Regions from separate parts of the Zea mays genome. Here region 2 is linked to region 1. A link is a contact called in public Hi-C data. All regions are on one chromosome and are shown on one strand. The core of a region is the stretch at or near the end of the contact, and the rest is flanking DNA. Distances in the headings are between cores, read along the strand shown.

Region 1 (2,700 bases), core at 129-2,628:
GCCGCCCCGGTCCCCGCCCCTCCCGCCTCCGCCTCCTCCGGCTCCGCCGCTCCTCAGAGAGAACCCAGCCATGCGAGGCAGCCGCTGCCGCCACCCACCACCATCAAGACGAGCGAGAGGGAGAGTGTGCGCCACCAGTCCACCGCCACCACCACCACCAAAAGAGCGAGGCTAGCCTTATCAGCTCCTCCTCCGATCCCTCTTTCTCTCTGCCTCGGCTCCTTGCTAGCAGCTAGCTCCTATACAGCAGAACAAACAATTACAGATCTTGGGAGTAAGAAAAAAGCAGGTGCAGAAGCAGAAGGCGAGAGACGACGGCGGCACAGGCACAGAAGCAGCAGGCATGGGGTGGGGTGGGGCTGCGTTGTGTGACGACATGTAGGTTAGATGCATGAGCTGCATGTATAGATAATTGATCGGCATAGCTCAGCAGCAGGCGGATCGGCGGTAGATCTGCAGCGAGGAGCTCCTAGACATAGAGAGAGAGAGAGAGAGAGATTTGCGCAAGCAAGCTAGGCGTAGCCGCGTAGGAGATGGGATGAGATGAGGATGGGTATAGCCTTGCCGCTGATGAGTGGCCGTATCAGTATGCATATGGCATGCATGTGCGATGCGAGAGAGCGAGAGAGGAGAAAGATAAGCCTACAGGCTGCAGCTGCAGTGCTCAACCACACTAGTCGACTCTCAGACTCATCAGTGTTACTCACCTTGCCTTCGCTGAAAATAGGAAGCAGCTCGCCTCTAATCCACCTCTCTTCTTGCGTAATCCTTTTCCTCTCTTCGCGTCTTGGGGTCTAAGCAGGCTAATTCTCGCTTTCTCCCTCACCCGCGCCGTCTACAATAAGTAGTATCTGGAGGAGGGAAGGAGGGGTGGGAGAGAACGCAAGCAAGCTGCTTTCCGGAATTGGAGGCTATATAAAGAGGCGCAGCAGGAGGACGAGGAAGGAAGAAGAAGGAGAGAGAGAGAGAGAGACGCGCGGAGTCAGTGGACTTCAGGGGAGGGATTCGAGGGCGCCTGCAACCGCCGCCATGGAGGCCGGCCCCGACCTTACTTTCTATTTATTGCTCGCTCGGTCTCCGATCCCACAGCTCGGCGCACCTCTCCAGTCTCTCCAGCTTATCTCCACCCAACCAGACGAAAGAGAATGGGCGCAGGAGGATCGGAGAGAGCTAGCCAGCTAGGGAAGAAATGGAGAAAGTGAATAATATGGCCGCGCAGTGGGATCGAGTTGTTTGCCTTTGCCTTTGCTCCCTTTTCACGATTTGCACCTTGCGCTTTGGCGACCGAGCTGTCCTTGCCTCTGCCAGCCATGGCTTTCTTGTCGATAACTACATGCCGGCAGAGGACAGGGAGGAATTTTTACTGACATGAGAAACAGAGGCTTTGCAGTGTGTGTGTGGTGTGGGTGTGGTCGTCGTCGTCTTCCAGGGCCCCAACTCGCATGCATGGCACATTTGCACTTGGCTGCAGACCGGGTAACAAGAGTATTTATTTATTTAGGCCATGTTTGTTTTTTACCTCCTAAATTATATAACCTAGATTATAATTAAAAGATAGAACGGTAAAATATTACTTTGGGATCATAAATAAACTGAAATAATGTACTCGATGCTAGCTTATTTCAGTTTATTTGGAATTCTAAAGTCATATTTTACTCTCACACTCTTCCAACATAATCTAACTTATATTATCTAGTAGAGAAATAAACAGACCCTTATTTATCCCGTTAAGTTGTCTGAGCGGATTATACATATATCCTACGCGCTCCGTCTCATGTGTTAAGATCTATCACGAGAAGTTATGTGTTCTAAGTAAAATATCTTCTACTGTGACTGTTAATAACAAAATATTTACAAATGTTGACTAAATAAAAATAAAAACTATTAAATTTATTATTAAAACATCTGCCATAATATATCGTTTCTATAATTTTTTTATAGATATTGTTTGTTAAAGTTTTAAATGTTGATTTAGAAGAAAAAAAACTTTGTGATCTTAAGATAGAGTACAGTGAAAGTATTATTTGATGTCCATGCCTAGGAGATGGTTAATGCTATGTATACTGGCTGGCTGGCTGGCTGGCATCCATGCGACATGCATGGCGATTGTTTTCGAAGCGAGGGAGGAGGGCTGGAGCCTGGAGGCGGGTGGATTCGAATAATTATTACTGATTAACTCTATTGAAGAGGAAAAAAATTGTGTCACTTATCATTGGCAAAGAATGTGTGTCATATTGTTGTTATTTTTTTCCTAAAAACATGCATACTGCAGACACCTTTATTTATTTGCAGGACGCTGCACCTTACGGTGTTAAAGTGGCCGTAAGTAGCTGCGCGAGTTTAAAACGCTAAGGGCATGTTTGGAAACAAGAGTATTGGAGGGATTAAGGGAGCTATAATCCCTTGCTATTCAAAATTAAATAACAAGGGATTATAGCTCCCTCAATCCCCTCCAATAGCCTTTGTTCCAAACAAGCACTAAGGTGCTCGTAGCGTGGGGCCTTCCCGGCCGTCTAGACGTCCGCCAGCGGACGGCGCATGCCTCGCCACGTGGCGGGAATCCGGGCCGGGGGGAGTGTGTCGGGTACTACTACTAGTAAACTTTCCGGTCCCGGCCGTCCGCGAAAGACGCCGCTCCTGATGCTGGCCCTCGACGTCGTCGGCCACGTTCTGGAACGGCGCGCGCACGCACACATGAGT
Region 2 (2,700 bases), core at 68-2,567, 190 kb after region 1:
TAGAGATTTGTCGTTCCTATCTATTTTTTCAAGGTAAAAGAAGGAGCCGGAATGGGGTTGTTGTGCCCTTCCAGCGGCCTCGGTCTGTAGGGGGCGACAGTGGATAAAAGGAGAGATGTCCATGCAATAAAAGGAGAGATGATGATGATGATGACAAATTTTGTAATTTTTATTTACATACCGTGGCTAGTGAGTCTTTTGCCAAAAAATAATATAAAATAAGCTACTATAGGAGAGATTATGAGATTATCATAATCTAGACATTAGATTATATAATCTAGATCTATAATCTAGGTGTTGATTTATTTGTCGGATCTATACACTGGATTATATAATCTCGCTAGATTATAATCTGAAACAAACAGGCCATTAGACTATAAGGTGTCGTTTGGTTCACGAAATGTAAACATAAATAGTATCGGTAAAGTTTCACACTCGATTACAAGTGGTAACAAGTTTGAATAGGACTGTATCAATTTCCTAGTGTGGTATGTGAGTACAGTTGTACTTAACCAAATATGATTTAACATTATCGGTTACCATTCACGTTACACATATGTAAACCAAACAACACCTAAAAGAAAGGACACATGAACTCCTAAGGTCATCACAACACAACATATCATAAGCATAATCACTGTAATACTGGATGTAGATATTCTCTCACAATGAGAGCTCGAACCAGTCTATACACCTTCCACGTGATTGGTTGCCTAGCCAACTAGACTCAGGGGCACCACATATTGTCGACCACACGTAGTGTGTGATTGGTTGGCTGTAGAGGATAGCGGTAGCCTGCACCCACGCGTGCAACATAGCCCATGTTTCGCTCACTCGCCTGCATGCGTGGAGACGCGGAGTCGTGTTCCCAGTGACCCAGGCTGAGGTGAGGCAGGAGACAACCAATCACGTGGCTTGTGTCTTACCTTCGAGTCTCAATCTCGCAAGCTACCACATAAGGGTATGTACAACTTTGAGACTTCGTTTCGGTTTTCTAAGTATAAGAGACAATTAAGAGACCTACATAATACAACCATGAGACTGTAGATTATAAATGTAGATACGAGACAACATGCATAGAAAGTCATGGAGAGATAATTTCTTAGCGAATAGCCACCTCTTATATTTTTTTCACTTAGTCTCTTATAAACTCCTCAAGAGACTCAATACTAAATGAGGTTGTACATGCCCTAACGCCTGATCATCAAAACGAAATAGTCTCAAACCTAACTAAGGCAGAAAATCCAAAAAAAAACTCATTAACGAATGCAAAATTACAGGCGGTTCCTCTTTTGCTAAATACACCCTCCCTCTGGCCACCTTTCTCCCACTGCCTCGTATTCTATTCCCCTCCCTCGCCATCTCCGCCGTCGTTGCCTTCTCCAATCCACTAGTCGACAACGCACGCGCGCACCTTCTCCCGCGGCGGCGACCCCCGCGGCGTCGTCCTAGGGTTAGGATTCAGGCGACTTCCCTCCCTTCCGTGTCGCGGCGAACGCGTGGGAGATAATACGCCCTATGTCGTCTGACCCTTCGCGCCACCTCCCGTCGCCGGTGGCTCCGCCGGACGCGGCGGAGGTGGATACCCATTCCGCCGAGCCGCCAGAGGTGATGCACCGGACGAGAGCCGTCGACTTCCTTGGACGACGCACGCCCATCGTCTACCAGAACGACAACGGGCCCTGCCCGCTCCTCGCCATCTGTGAGCTCCCTCCCCCCTCGTTCGACTCCGAAACCTCGCGGGTTCGCCGCGCGTCGGCGCGTGCCAGGTGGTCCCCCGCGATGTTCATGGCACCGGCGCGCGTGTGTGTGCAGGTAACGTGCTGCTGCTGAAGAATGTGATCAGCATGAACCCTGACGCGGAGGAGGTGTCGCAGCAGAGGTTGCTCTCGCTCGTGGCGGAGCGCCTCATCGATCCAAACATCGCTGGACAGGTTTGGTCTTAACTCTCGCGAGATCGGGTCTTTCGTGTTCGGTGGATCAATGCGGGAACGGTGTTGTGTTGGGATGCAGCAGCAGCTTGTGAGCTGGCATCTAGTAGTTAGGTTCGCTGGCTGTGGCATTTCCTGGTGTGTTAATGCTTTCGATTCACAGGTCAAGGATGAGGAGTATGTTAACAACCGGGAGCAGAACATCGCGGATGCGATTGATCTTCTCCCGTGCCTCACGACAGGCATTGATGTGAACGTGATGTTCAGGAAGTGCGTAAGGGTTTTAACTTGTTGACCAGTTGTTTGTCATGCACACTCGTGATAATATGTTTATTTTGATGCTTACTGAGCTGTGTGGGATGCAGGATTGATGACTTCGAGTTCACCCGAGAACGTGCTATATTTGATCTTCTGGATATCCCGCTATATCATGGATGGATTGTGGACCCTCAGGTGTGCTATCCTTCCACTTAGCAAAAATGCTATGGCATGTGTTGTGTTATCTGGTGATGCTGCTGATTTCAGTTAGATTTGTGCATGTCATTTTTGTTCCGAGTTTTACACTCACTTTATCATTCTAATCAATGACCTAAACCATCTAATATGAGCTAGTTTTTCTTGTTGAAATTACAGTTTTTAGTTTAACGGATACAACTGATTCTTTTAGTCCTAGTAGAAAGCCACTATGTTTCCATAATTGCGTTATGCCATTGGCTTGGTAGGTCTTTGTGTGTGCACGTGCATGTGCAGACACACATGCTTTTCCAGT

The links. A called contact is a pair of places that touch in the nucleus more often than the background predicts.
Region 2: a contact with region 1 is called in a Hi-C map of bundle sheath, with 5 times the contacts expected there. The contact joins the promoter of LOC103629574 here to the promoter of LOC103629573 in region 1. A contact is called at or near these places in 12 of 25 Hi-C or Micro-C datasets (bundle sheath, ear, endosperm and 4 more).

The regions. Positions count from the first base shown.
Region 1 is chr6:94,515,737-94,518,436 of Zm-B73-REFERENCE-NAM-5.0, forward strand. LOC103629573 (protein SHI RELATED SEQUENCE 1) reads right to left here and starts at 1,379. Exons shown (of 3, transcript XM_008650651.4): 1 at 708-1,379; 2 at 1-239. The coding sequence starts at 72.
Region 2 is chr6:94,710,256-94,712,955 of Zm-B73-REFERENCE-NAM-5.0, forward strand. LOC103629574 (ubiquitin carboxyl-terminal hydrolase MINDY-1) reads left to right here and starts at 1,318. Exons shown (of 12, transcript XM_008650652.4): 1 at 1,318-1,702; 2 at 1,816-1,934; 3 at 2,095-2,201; 4 at 2,297-2,384. The coding sequence starts at 1,519.